Regions from separate parts of the Hordeum vulgare genome. Here all the other regions are linked to region 3. A link is a contact called in public Hi-C data. All regions are on one chromosome and are shown on one strand. The core of a region is the stretch at or near the end of the contact, and the rest is flanking DNA. Distances in the headings are between cores, read along the strand shown.

What was found. A called contact is a pair of places that touch in the nucleus more often than the background predicts.
Region 1: a contact with region 3 is called in a Hi-C map of leaf, with 4 times the contacts expected there. The contact joins the enhancer-like site here to the promoter of LOC123449250 in region 3. A contact is called at or near these places in 4 of 6 Hi-C or Micro-C datasets (leaf and seedling).
Region 2: a Hi-C map of leaf shows a contact between it and region 3, with 8 times the contacts expected there. The contact joins the promoter of LOC123449252 here to the promoter of LOC123449250 in region 3. A contact is called at or near these places in 3 of 6 Hi-C or Micro-C datasets (leaf and seedling).

What each region holds. Positions count from the first base shown.
Region 1 is chr4H:522,364,554-522,368,546 of MorexV3_pseudomolecules_assembly, forward strand. No RefSeq gene overlaps it. Among protein-coding and RNA genes, the nearest start is that of LOC123449251, 9.4 kb to the right of the region's middle. Within about 2 kb of position 2,743, at least 2 of the 3 cell types and tissues checked have open chromatin away from gene starts, as enhancers often do. A contact at or near this core is called in leaf, where this site is marked.
Region 2 is chr4H:522,394,683-522,398,850 of MorexV3_pseudomolecules_assembly, forward strand. LOC123449252 (lecithin-cholesterol acyltransferase-like 1) reads right to left here and starts at 1,521. Exons shown (of 2, transcript XM_045126398.1): 1 at 838-1,521; 2 at 1-709. The coding sequence starts at 1,205. LOC123449253 (heptahelical transmembrane protein ADIPOR3) reads right to left here. Exons shown (of 3, transcript XM_045126399.1): 2 at 3,039-3,360; 3 at 1,555-2,370. The coding sequence ends at 1,717.
Region 3 is chr4H:522,232,582-522,236,274 of MorexV3_pseudomolecules_assembly, forward strand. LOC123449250 (U-box domain-containing protein 75) reads left to right here and starts at 1,923. Exons shown (of 1, transcript XM_045126397.1): 1 at 1,923-3,693. The coding sequence starts at 2,366.

The sequences.
Region 1 (3,993 bases), core at 1,493-3,992, 130 kb after region 3:
TAGCGCCACCTATCAAAACCATGCCAAAAATTGTCGTGTCAACCTCATGCATTTGATCTCCCTACCCTTCCTTACTTTACACTTGCTCGTTTTATTTTCCGCTACTATATGCTCTTAGATGTGCATGTGTAGGGTGTGCTTGACTAGTCATAATTGCTAAAATTGTCCCACACTAAGAATTAGGAAAAGGCTAAGTTTTTATCTTGTCAAGTAGTCTAATCACCCCCCCTAAGACATACTTTTGATCCTACAGCTCACTTCCATACTAAGGAGTAGTAGGATTTTTATGAGTGTGTGCTATTGGACAAGAGTCCAGCTGTCAGCTATATGACGTATGTAGATTGGGACTACATCAAGCAGAACGAAGACTACTTCCCTCATGTGGAAGAAAATTTGAGGGCCATTGACATTGAAGATTTTATTGGCTGAAAGATGACACCATGCAACAATGAGATGATCATGCAATTCTACTCCACATCTTATTTTCACCCTGATGGTAGAATTGTATGGATGACTGAAGGCACAAGGTACCAATCCACAGTTGAAGAGTGGGCTACCATCTTAGGAGCCCGAGGGGTACAAGACACAGACCTGTATGTTTATAGTGAGGCCAAGATGAACCACAACTCAGTGGCTAACATGTATAACCCAGTGCCAAAGCAATACCTGAAGACCCACAAGTTAGGTTGAGTCTACTTTCTGCAAGTAGGACTACCCACCACCAACACCATCATGAGGTACACCTTGATGTCCAAAGCAGGTGATGATAAGATGATCAGGGGGTACTCCATCAACTTGCTGCACCATGTAAGCACTCACACCAGGATCAGGTTGATGGACCTGATTGTAGAGATAATTAGTAGGACTGCTGCTCACTAGAAGAGGTCCATGAACCCCTATTTTGAAAATACCATGTCAAATGGTATGAACAAATCTAGGTAAAAAGGAAATGTATAGAATAAAATATACAAAACTGGTAAAACATTTGAACTAGAAGGATTGGACGCGTTTTGCTGTGCCTTTAGTGTTGTTGGGTTTCCAAAAAGTAACCACTACGTTCCAAAATATAAGGTGTATTACTTTTTAAAAAAGTTATACCTTTTAAGTTTGATAAAATTTATAGAGAAATGTATCAAAAATACAAAATATCAAATCTGTATTTCCTAGATTCATCATGAAATGAATTTCCATAATATTTTGTTTAATATTCTGGATGTCGATTTTTTTTCACTCAACTTGGTCAAAGTTCAAAAAAAGTTAACTTCGTAAAAAGTTATTATCCCTTATATTTTGAAACTGGTGGAATATTTAGGTTGACAAGTGAAGGAGATGATAGAGTGTGCTTTACTTTTATTTATAATGCGGTGATTTAGTGGGCCTCTCGTGGTGTGATTTTTGTTATCCGCTAATCAACCTTTATTTGTATGGAAAAAATTAAGTGTCCGTGGTTGTATGTACTATAACTGGAGCTACAATATCATGTAGTGACGCTTCTTTTTCTAAGTGATGGGAGGGTGCGTGGTATTGAGATGTTTTTATAGAATGGTTGGTGTTGATTGATTTGACAAATTGTTTGCTCGATCAAAATCGTAAACCAAATTCAAAAGTGAATACAACTATTGAACGAAATATGTTCAAAATTAGGGAATATAGCAATTATAAGAAATGAATTGGAGAGCTTGGGAAACTGTTGTTCCAGTCAAAATTGAATGACCCAATTCTAAATTAATTACCTTAATTAATTACGAAGCCTTAAAAATTAGGAAGCATAGTATAGAATATAAAAGATTTGCATGAGAGAGCTGTAAGAAAATATTGACTTAGTCAAAATCGGATGATTGAGTTTTAATTTGAGACCTCAATTAAGTGAGTGTTTTTTAAAACTAGGTAGCTTGGTCCAACGATGAAAAGTTGGCAAATCCGAATATCATTTGCACTACACAAGATTTTGCCATGCGTGGGTACTATACAGAATATTCCATTCATAAGATCAAGCATAGTGCAACCTATGTACTAACCTCAAAGAGCACGTTTCTTCTTTATTCTGGAATCTTCCATACTTTAACACTGCCAAATTTCCTCTTCTTAATGAATTGCTATTGGTTTTTAATTTAACAATATCAATGCATGATATGCACAAATCTGATCACTTCATTGAAGAGGACACACACAAAACTCCATTGCTACAGTAGCAGATCAATGCAACATGTCTTTGAAAAATTGACGTTCACTTTTACTATATTTACTTATACAAGGCTATAACACTATCTTCATGAAATGATTTGTGTTTATTTTTTCAGTGCCATGAACTACGAGAATTAAATCTATAACTCGTACTTGATGCATATGTGATTGTAGATTTATATTTATTAATTGAGTTATGTGATATTTCAATATTCAATTGTACTTTGGTTATGTAAGTTTTCACGTGCAATGCACTCGTAACTACATATGGATGTACATAAACATATTTTATAGTATAGATTCACTCATTTTGCTTCGTATATAGCCTTGTAATAAAATCTCTAAAAGTTCTTATATTTAGGTACGGAGGTAGTAGTACCCACATACATTTAAAATAAACTTAATCATCTCGTATGTCATCAACAAAAAAAGTGAGCTATTGGAAAACTTACAAACTTGCTTAAAAGGAAAAACAAGGCCCAGCAAAAAAAGGACTGACAACGTCCTACACAGGGAAAAAAGTTCCATATTAAATGGCAGTGGTACCTCCTATTTAGCGCGTTAGGCGCTGGCGAACGAGCTAACACCAAACTCTCTTCTCCGCGTGCTTTTTTTGGGCCTGGCCATGTGCTGGGCGCCTTGAATTTCATGTATATATTTCTGAGTATTATATTTTTCTTTAAATGATTTTGGATTCAAAAGAGCTTAAAATATGAAAAATCATGAACGGATTTTTTTAAGGATTCAAATAAATGTTAATTGTTCTAAAAACAATTATATTAATAAAAATGTTCATGATTTTGAAAGAAATGTTCGTCATATCAAGAAATGCTCATGATTTTGTATTTTTTTCATATATTCAAACATGTTGGTGACTTAAAAAAATGTGAGTTCGAAAAATGTCACTAGTTTTATATAAGTCCAAAAATTTGAAGAAATGTTAATGGATTCCTAAAATGTTTTCTGATTCAAAAAAAGTTCATTTATTTCAAAAATGTCCCCTAAAACTAAAATAATGTTTGTGAAGTCGAAAAATTGTTCCCCAATTTGAATGAATGTTCTTTGATTGCACAAAATGTTCCCCAATATAAAAAACTGTTCATGACATTCGTAAACAATGTTCAGACTTTTGAATAACTATTTCTGAATTTTAACAAAATGTTTGCAAGTTCAAAAAATGTTCATGAATTTGTAAAGAAGGTCACAAATTTGAAAAAAAAAATTCAAAATAAGAGAACTAAAAATAAAATAGGAAAAAGAACATAAAAAAGAGATAAACGAATATGAAACAAGTAGAAAAACACAGAAATAGAGTGAAAACCGGAAAGAGCTAATGGGTTGGCCAAAAGTTTGTGCTCGATCGCTAACTAGCGACATGTGCGCCAAATACATTACGCGAGTGGCAGCAATATTTAATACGGAATGAAGGGAGTAAAAAACACGAAATAGGATGGTAGTGTTGTACACGAGCCTTTCCTTTTTTTAGGTTTGCAAATTCCTTGAAATTAAGAGATGGTTTAGAAAAATTGGACACAAAGTATGGAATGAGACTTATAGAGGAGATAATTTAGAAAGATGCAACTTAGGTTTAGGAATGTGAGGAACAAAAATAATTGTTGCACCAAAAAGGTTGATGCTTGGTATAGGAAGATCAAATTGAAAATTATGGCTAAGCTTGATATTATTGACAATTCTTTTAAAGAACATGGGCTATCTGCATTAGATAGAAAAGGAAGGTGATTACATATGGTGATTGTAATACTAGGAAGAGATTAAGTGGTTACAAAGATATAAAAATAAGGTGATTAG
Region 2 (4,168 bases), core at 271-2,770, 160 kb after region 3:
GTTTATGTCGCCATCGCCGTCGCCGTACACCACCTCCGGCGTTCCCACGAACCCGTCCTCCCCGTACACGAACGTCTCCGGCGTGCTGACGCCGACGCCGATGATGCTGGTCACCGGCACCATCGGCGCCGGGAGGGCCTCCCATGCTGGCAGCACCCGCGTCTCGTACGGCCGGACCCCTTCCCGGAAGCCGACGGCCTCCAAGAACTCCGCGATATTGTGTGCAGTGTACTTCATGTCCCTGGTCACCACCAGCGGCCGGTCCCCGAACACCGTCGGCGTGGGCAGGCGCCAGAGCGCGCTCTGCTGGCTCCGCGCCAGCCGCACCCTCGCCGGCCGCGCGACGTTCGGCAGGCCGTAGTCCATGCCGGCGGCGATGTCGTTCATCCCCTCCGAGAAGCCGCCGAGCGCGGAGGCGACGAGGACGACGCGCTTGAGGAAGCGCCGGCGCCACGCGAGCGGGCGGCCGAGGAGGAACTGGTACGTGAGCGAGCAGCCGAAGCTGTGCGCGACGACGACGACCGGCCGTCCCTGGCTGAGCGAGCTCGCCCTTTCGACGAGCCGCGTGAGCTCGCCGAAGTTGCAGGCGCCCTCCGCGGACGGGTGGCCGCGCGGCGCGACGGAGTAGCGGAAGTCGTAGGGCACGGCGAAGAGGCTCTCGCCGTCGCGGTAGCCCGCGGCCTCCAGCTCCCGCACCAGTTGGTCCCACCTGCCAGTCCAGCAAGCCACATCGCCACCGAAATACAGTACTGGATCAAACATTTGTGGACTAGGAATAATCTACTACTGCTACTAGGAAGCACTGAAACGATGGAGTGGTTGGGAGGTCAGGCTCACCCAGTCAAGCCGCGCGTCGAGCCGAAGAACGGGACCCGGGTCACGACGCCGGCGACGTTGCCGTAGTCGTCGGCGACGGCGTCGTAGACGAGGCTCATCTGGTCCACGAAGCACGGGACCTGTCGGGGGTCGCGCATCGCCGTCTGGTTGATCGGCCACAGCCGGAACCACCCATTCCCCTCACGCGCGCAGCAGCCGGGGGCCGGCGGCGAGTACGCCGCCGTCAGCCGCGCCTCGAGTAGGTTGGACCCGTACCCCGGCACGAGCACGACCGGGTGCAGGCCCTTGACGTCGCCGGCGCAGTGGCTCAGGAGCGGCTGCAAGGCGCCGAGGAGCACGGCCATGGCGACGAGCCTGGATAGATCCATGTGAGCAATATTTTTGCGACAGAGGCATGAATGAGCCACCAACAACAGCAGCGGTGCTGTATTATTCTTAGTACCAAAAAACTGAGAACAATTCAGCCGGTGCAGTGGATGTCAGCCTGTCAAATTACATCACATCGACGAGATTATGAGAGGGCAGCCTAGCTGATGTGTGATGTACTGATGTGCACGGCTGTGAACAGCAACCGCAATCAATTGCCACTCAGATTCCATCACCAAGACAGTAACATATTCCCGGTGTCAAACAAGCTCTTATATTATGGATGGAAGGGAAGGAGTAAGTATCAACATTTTATGAAGCTTGCTGAATTTAATGCCTTTAAGCCAGTCAAAAAAAATTATAATCACCTTAATTTTACTTGTTTATTATGTCTAGTATACACTTTACACGGATCAGTAAATTCATTACCCAGATTGAACAAGTCCTCTATAAATCATCGAGACACAACCATATAACCAAATAAATCTACACCCTGTGACCATAGAACAGCTTTTAGCAGCCCTGCTGATCTCTCCACTTGAGGTACAACAGCCCTGCATGGTAGTGGGTGTAGGCTCCAGCAACAACCAAGACATGGAAGAGCTGGTGGCTGTGCCCAGCAATGTCGAATTTCCCAGGCATCCAGCGCTCAGGCACCCGAGTCGCATACACCAATGCTCCAAGACCGTAGAACAGCCCCATCAAAACTTCATATCCGGTAGTGATCAGTGCCTCTGGCTGGTGCCAGAAAAGGATCAGCTTGTGAAAAACAGGGATCACACCTGATGCTCCCATGCCGAAGAAGAGGCACGCTCGTATGGTTCGGAACTCCGGGTTCTGGAAGACTGGGAGCAGAGAGAATGCGATAGTTGCTAATCCTAGAATAGTTATGAAGCTGAGGTACAGGTTGCAAAAGAAAGGATGGCACATGAAAGAGTAGTATACTGGAGGGTAGAAGGAAGTGGTGATAAGAGCTGCAATGCCCGCATAGTCAAGCCGAAGCATGATATACGCAAGGCGGCGAGAGTGGCAGGAGAGAAGGTGGCATGTGCTGCTGGCAAGAAGGCAAAACATTGCTCCTCCCAAGAAGGCAAAGAATGGCCACCTAGAGATCGGCCTGATAAAGTGTGGTGCAATTACGGTTACGATATCCTCCTGCATGCTTTCCTGCACAGATGAAAACAATCCTCGTTATGTGACAAGTTGTCAACACACAGGTTACATGAGTGATGCAATGCGAATGCTGATCTGCACACAAGTTAATGAGGATCAGATGGAACTCAAGGGAATATATTATAAATACAAAGGCCCTTGCAATGCTCCTACATAAGCCAAAAACAGCGTGAAGATATCACATTGAATTTTTATTCAAAAAAACAAGATATCACATTGAACCATAGTATTGTTATATGTACTCTGTATAGACTATGTCTACCAACAACAATAAAACCTTAGATGCGTCTAAAATCAACTTTTTGGCGAGTGCATACAAAACAAAGGTTCTGCATCTCATAAGCTTGTTTTGATGCTACAGATTTTCCGGTAACCTAACAGGAACTGTTAGACTTCAAGAATTATTTTTCAACTGATAACTATCTAGAAGTCAAATCTTGGCGAGGACCAAACTGGCTTAATTTAGTCAGATGTCAGACAGAATTACTCACATTGGGCATAGCAAGAAGAAACTAGGAAACTAAACAGCTTGGGTTTGATAGTCCAACTTGTAAGATTTTCCAATTAACTGTTGTAAGTAGGTTAACACTGCATTTCTGAACCCTTAAATAAAGCACAGTGATAGTGAGTAAAAAACACTAGATAAGTTGTTGACTACTTACAAGAATAGAAGGATTAGTTTCATTGGAATGGGTAAATCTGTTTGGCAAGCAATTCGAGAGTAATTCCAAGAGACGCCAACGAGATAATGACGGAAGCACATCAATAGAATTCCATGAGCTTCTAAATTCATCCTTCATCTTTTGTAGGTCAGAAAAGTGAGGTAATGAAGGAAGGCATGCCGCAAGCTCCGCCTGAATCTTATGAAGATCAGCATTCCTAAGCATATCAGGTAAATTCTGCAGGCTCTGAAGATCCACATTTGGAACTTTTGTTGCAGTGTATATGGTCAAAGCAAGGAAGATGAAGAATCCTATCAAGTGCCTGAAGTAGACACAAAGAAATAGCTTTATTAGATCAGAGATGATCAGGAAATTCATCATTCTGCTAAATCATATCGGCAAAATAAATAAATAAATGAACAGGGGAGGAGCCCTGTGTAATTTTATCAAGGTAGAAGCGATTGTGAGATCCCATGATTCACTCCTGACAGGAATTGAACCCTAGTCGGCAAGGACACACCACCAAATCATGTCCACATCGACAAAATAACGAAGTGTAATATCACCCAGAAGTTTGTATGTCTCAGTTTCCTAGAATTCATACTTCACCATTTATGGCACATAGCTCGGATAAGAGGTTAGGGGTTAACCAAACTAACTGTAACATAATGGCAGTCAAATCGCTTGGTTTCCTTTTGACTTGATAGGATAGGCAAGCAAGAAAGAGTAGAAAAGTGTGACCTATTGAAATTGAAAGAGACTTCTTTAATTAGTTGGTAGACGGTGATCTTAATATAAAATATAAAAATTAAGTTGGCGGTTGTCTCATCTTGCTTGGAAATGAACAAGCAAAGGCCACAACAAATGCTTCCATATTCATAGTCGTGACACAATGCATTCTGGTGCTGAATTTGTTCAGGCCTTTTCTTACTTCGGAGTTAATTTGAAACTACAAGTTTGAACATCAGGAAATGAACAAATTTCAAGCCAGGATTAGGTGAATCAAAAATCAAACGGTTGCACTGGAAATCAACAAAACAGAGAATCCTTGTTTTATAGCAAGCAAACCAACTTCCCTTTTCATGCCATAATAATTGCACAAGTGAAGAGACTATATGCTGTTGGATCAC
Region 3 (3,693 bases), core at 673-3,172:
CCACCTGAAGGCGGCGACGGACGGTTGGTTGGGCCGGCGCCTAGCGAGCGATCGAGCGAGAGAGATAGACCGGCCCTCGCCTCGATCGGGGGCCCGCTTCCGTGCTCGCACGTCGATCAGCCATGATTCAGGTCACACGCACCGTGTCGCGGTGTCGCGCGTGCGCCCCTCCCCGCGCGCGCGGCCGTGCCGGAGGGGGCACCCATTCGTCGCTGTGCCCGTCGGCCGTCGGTCCACCGTGGGCCTCGGTTCTGCTCGGTGAAGGAAAGAAAAACTACGAGCCTCCCCTCCTGCACCTGGTTGCGTTGCGTGCCTCCTCGCCAACGTACGCCGTGCTGCGTACTCCACCGGGCACGTACGGCGCAACAGCGGCCCTGTGCTGTGCAGCAATAGTGGCCGATCGCCGGACGGACGGACGGACGCGTCGCCGTCGATGGGTGGTGTCATGTTCACGTCGCGTTTACTGTCCGCCGTTTGACCTGCTGTGCACCATCATCTGCACGGCCGCGCGTACGTACGCGCTACGTGTGTTGTGTATGGCTGGCAAGAAGGCACTGTGAGCGTCGGCGTTTAATTTCCGCAGAGTCGTAGAGCCCATGTACCACCGTGCGGCGCGCCGGAGCGGCCAGGCAGGCCGCCGGTCAAGGAGCGCATTTTTCAAAGCCTTGAGCTTTGGCCATGTCTAGTTTCGGCTTTCTTTCTTTCTTGTAGGGGTGGTGGTACTGGTGCACACTGTTTGCTCGCTCACTTTTGCTTGCTTTTATATGTTTTCCTTTGGTCCCTTTCACTTCCTTTGCCCGGCCTCCGGCCCCCGTGGTCGTTGGTCCTGGTCACGGTCGCACCGGATGGATCTATTTAATTAAGACGTACGCAAAAGGAGGGCTCCAACCTGGCATCAATGCACGTGCGATGTTTTCCATCCTTTTATTTTTCTCTTTGGATTTGAACGGAGGTTTGAATAAGTTGATGACAACATATTGTACACGCACCGACTTTGTTCAAGCTAAAGCAAGCTTGTGTGTGACAAATCTTCCTTGTTGAAACGTAGTGCCGTTTTTCTCATTTCCTTGCCCACAAGTTATCTAATACCACTACTACTGCTAATCCGGGTTGGTCAGAGAATTGAGTGTGCAAGCAAAGCGGTCAAAGAGAGGGACTGTCAAGCGTAAACGCAACGTGATCACGCGCGGGTCACGAGGAGGCCTGCGTCCTTGTTGTCCTTGAGGCGATTCAAAAAACGGAAAAAGGGAGAAAAACAAAGCCCCGCCCTCTCTGCCGATCTTGATCCCACCGCACGTGCGGTCCGCGTGCCCTAGATTTAGATTTAGAGTACGTAGTACGTACTACTACCACGCAGCACGCACGCACGCACGCCCGTCTCGAATCCGTCGCGGTCACCGGTCAGCAGCCTCCTCAAGCTCCGCTGCTGACCGCCCCCGTTCCCCAGAACAAAAAAAAAATGTTGGAAACGGGAAACAAAACAGCATGGCCATCTCCTAGGAAGAATGGTAAAAATCACATCAAACCTAGAAGGAAGGAGATCACCACCGAGACAAAACCATATGACATTGCCACCATTTCCTGCAAGATTCTTCCCCATGCCTTCCTGCTTGGTGCTTTTGGCATGGATGGGCCAGTTGCCACACCACTACGCACGCTCTTCCTCTCACCGGTGCTCCAGCATTGAAGAAAAAGGGAAATTGGAACGACAGAAAATCGAGATTCCCAGCGCTGAAATGAATAAAAACGGGGAAGAGTACAAGAGGGTGTGCAGGGGGTGGCCCACCACGCAGGCGGGGCGTCAGTGAGACAGCGAGTGTGCTAATGTGTCTGGTCCCCAGCCCCCACCCGCCCTCGTCCAATCCCCTCTCACTCTCACTCACACCCACCCAAGTAGTAGTAAAATTGCAAATCCGGATAATAATTTCATCAGGATATTCCTGCTCTCTCACTCTCTCCCTTCTTCTCCACCCACTCTAGCTCAGCTGGATCTCAGTCGCATTCTCCGGTTCCTCAACCCCTCCTCCCCTCTTTCCCCCTTCGCCCGCTTATCAGATCTCCTCATATGCCCTGCAATCCGCCTCCATTCCAAAACCCACAAGCTTTCCTCTCAAGCTCCTCGCTCGCTCGCCTCCCCTTTTGACCGGTAGGTAGCCGCAGAACCCCAGAAATCCAAGAAAAGCAGCGGGTCAAGAAAGAGGGAAAGCAAGCGAGGAGGTCGATGATGATGGCGATAAGTCGCCCCATGATTCACCGCATCATTCCGTCTCCTGCGCGACTGTGCTAAAAGGGCCTCGCCGTCCGTGTACTCTTTCGGCGAGCGGTGCTTCCTTGGGCAGACGGTCAGGCCAAGACCACCGCTGCAATGCCGCAGTACCAGGAGCTGCCCTGCGGCGGGCAGGTGCTCGACATCGACACCGCGCTCAAGGACGGCATCCTGGGGTGCGGCCCGGAGCCCGGGGACGGGGCGCTCGGGGACGGAGGTAAGCAGCCGGTGGAGCTGCGGAAGATGATGGACGAGCTGGACGCGGCCGGGGACGCCGGCGGCGGGGACGAGGTCGTGCCGGCCGTCTTCATCTGCCCGATCTCCCTGGAGCCCATGGTGGATCCGGTCACGCTCTGCACCGGCCAGACGTACGAGCGCGCCAACATCTCCCGGTGGCTGGCGTTGGGCCACAGGACCTGCCCGACCACGATGCAGGAGCTCTGGGACGACGCGCTCACCCCCAACGCCACGCTCCGCCAGCTCATCGCCGCCTGGTTCTCCCGCCGGTACACCCGCTTCAAGAAGCGCTCGGCAGACTACCACGGCCGCGCCGCGGACCTCGTCCACGGTCTCCGCGGCACGGCCGTCCCGAGGAGGCACCCCCTCAAGGGCCAGGCCCGCGTCGCCGCGCTCCGGGAGTTGCGCTCCCTCGCCTCCGCCCACCAGTCGGTGACCAAGGCCATAGCTGAGGCCGGCGGCGTGTCGTTGCTGACCTCGCTTCTTGGCCCCTTCACGTCTCATTCCGTGGGGTCCGAGGCGGTGGCCATTCTTGTCAGCGGCGTGCCGCTCGACGGCGACGCTAAGGCGGCGCTGATGCAGCCGGCAAAGGTGTCCCTCGTGGTGGACATGCTCAACGAGGGCGCCGTCGACACCAAGATCAACTGCGTCCGCCTCATCCGCATCCTCATGGAGGAGAAAGGCTTCCGGCCGGAGACGGTGGCGAGCCTGAGCCTCTTGGTCGGCGCCATGCGCCTGGTCCGGGACAAGCGGCACCCGGACGGTGTGGCCGCCGGGCTAGAACTGCTCAATTCCATCTGCGCCGTGCACAGGCCGGCCAGGAGCATGATTGTCAGCATTGGTGCGGTGCAGCAGCTGGTGGAGCTGCTGCCGGAGCTGGCGACGGAGTGCGTGGAGCCAGCCCTGGACATCTTGGATGCGCTCGCCTCGGTCCCTGAAGGCAGGACGGCTCTGAAGGATTGCCCGAGGACGATACCCAATGCCGTCCGATTGCTGATGAGGGTGTCCGAGGCCTGCACGCAGCGTGCCCTGTCGATGCTCTGGGTGGTGTGCAGGATGGTGCCCGAGGAGTCTGCACCCGCTGCCCTGGAGGTTGGGCTGGCCGCCAAGCTTCTCCTGGTGATCCAAAGCGGGTGCGGGCCGGAGCTGAAGCAGCAAGCCTCGGAGTTGCTCAAGCTCTGCACCGTGAA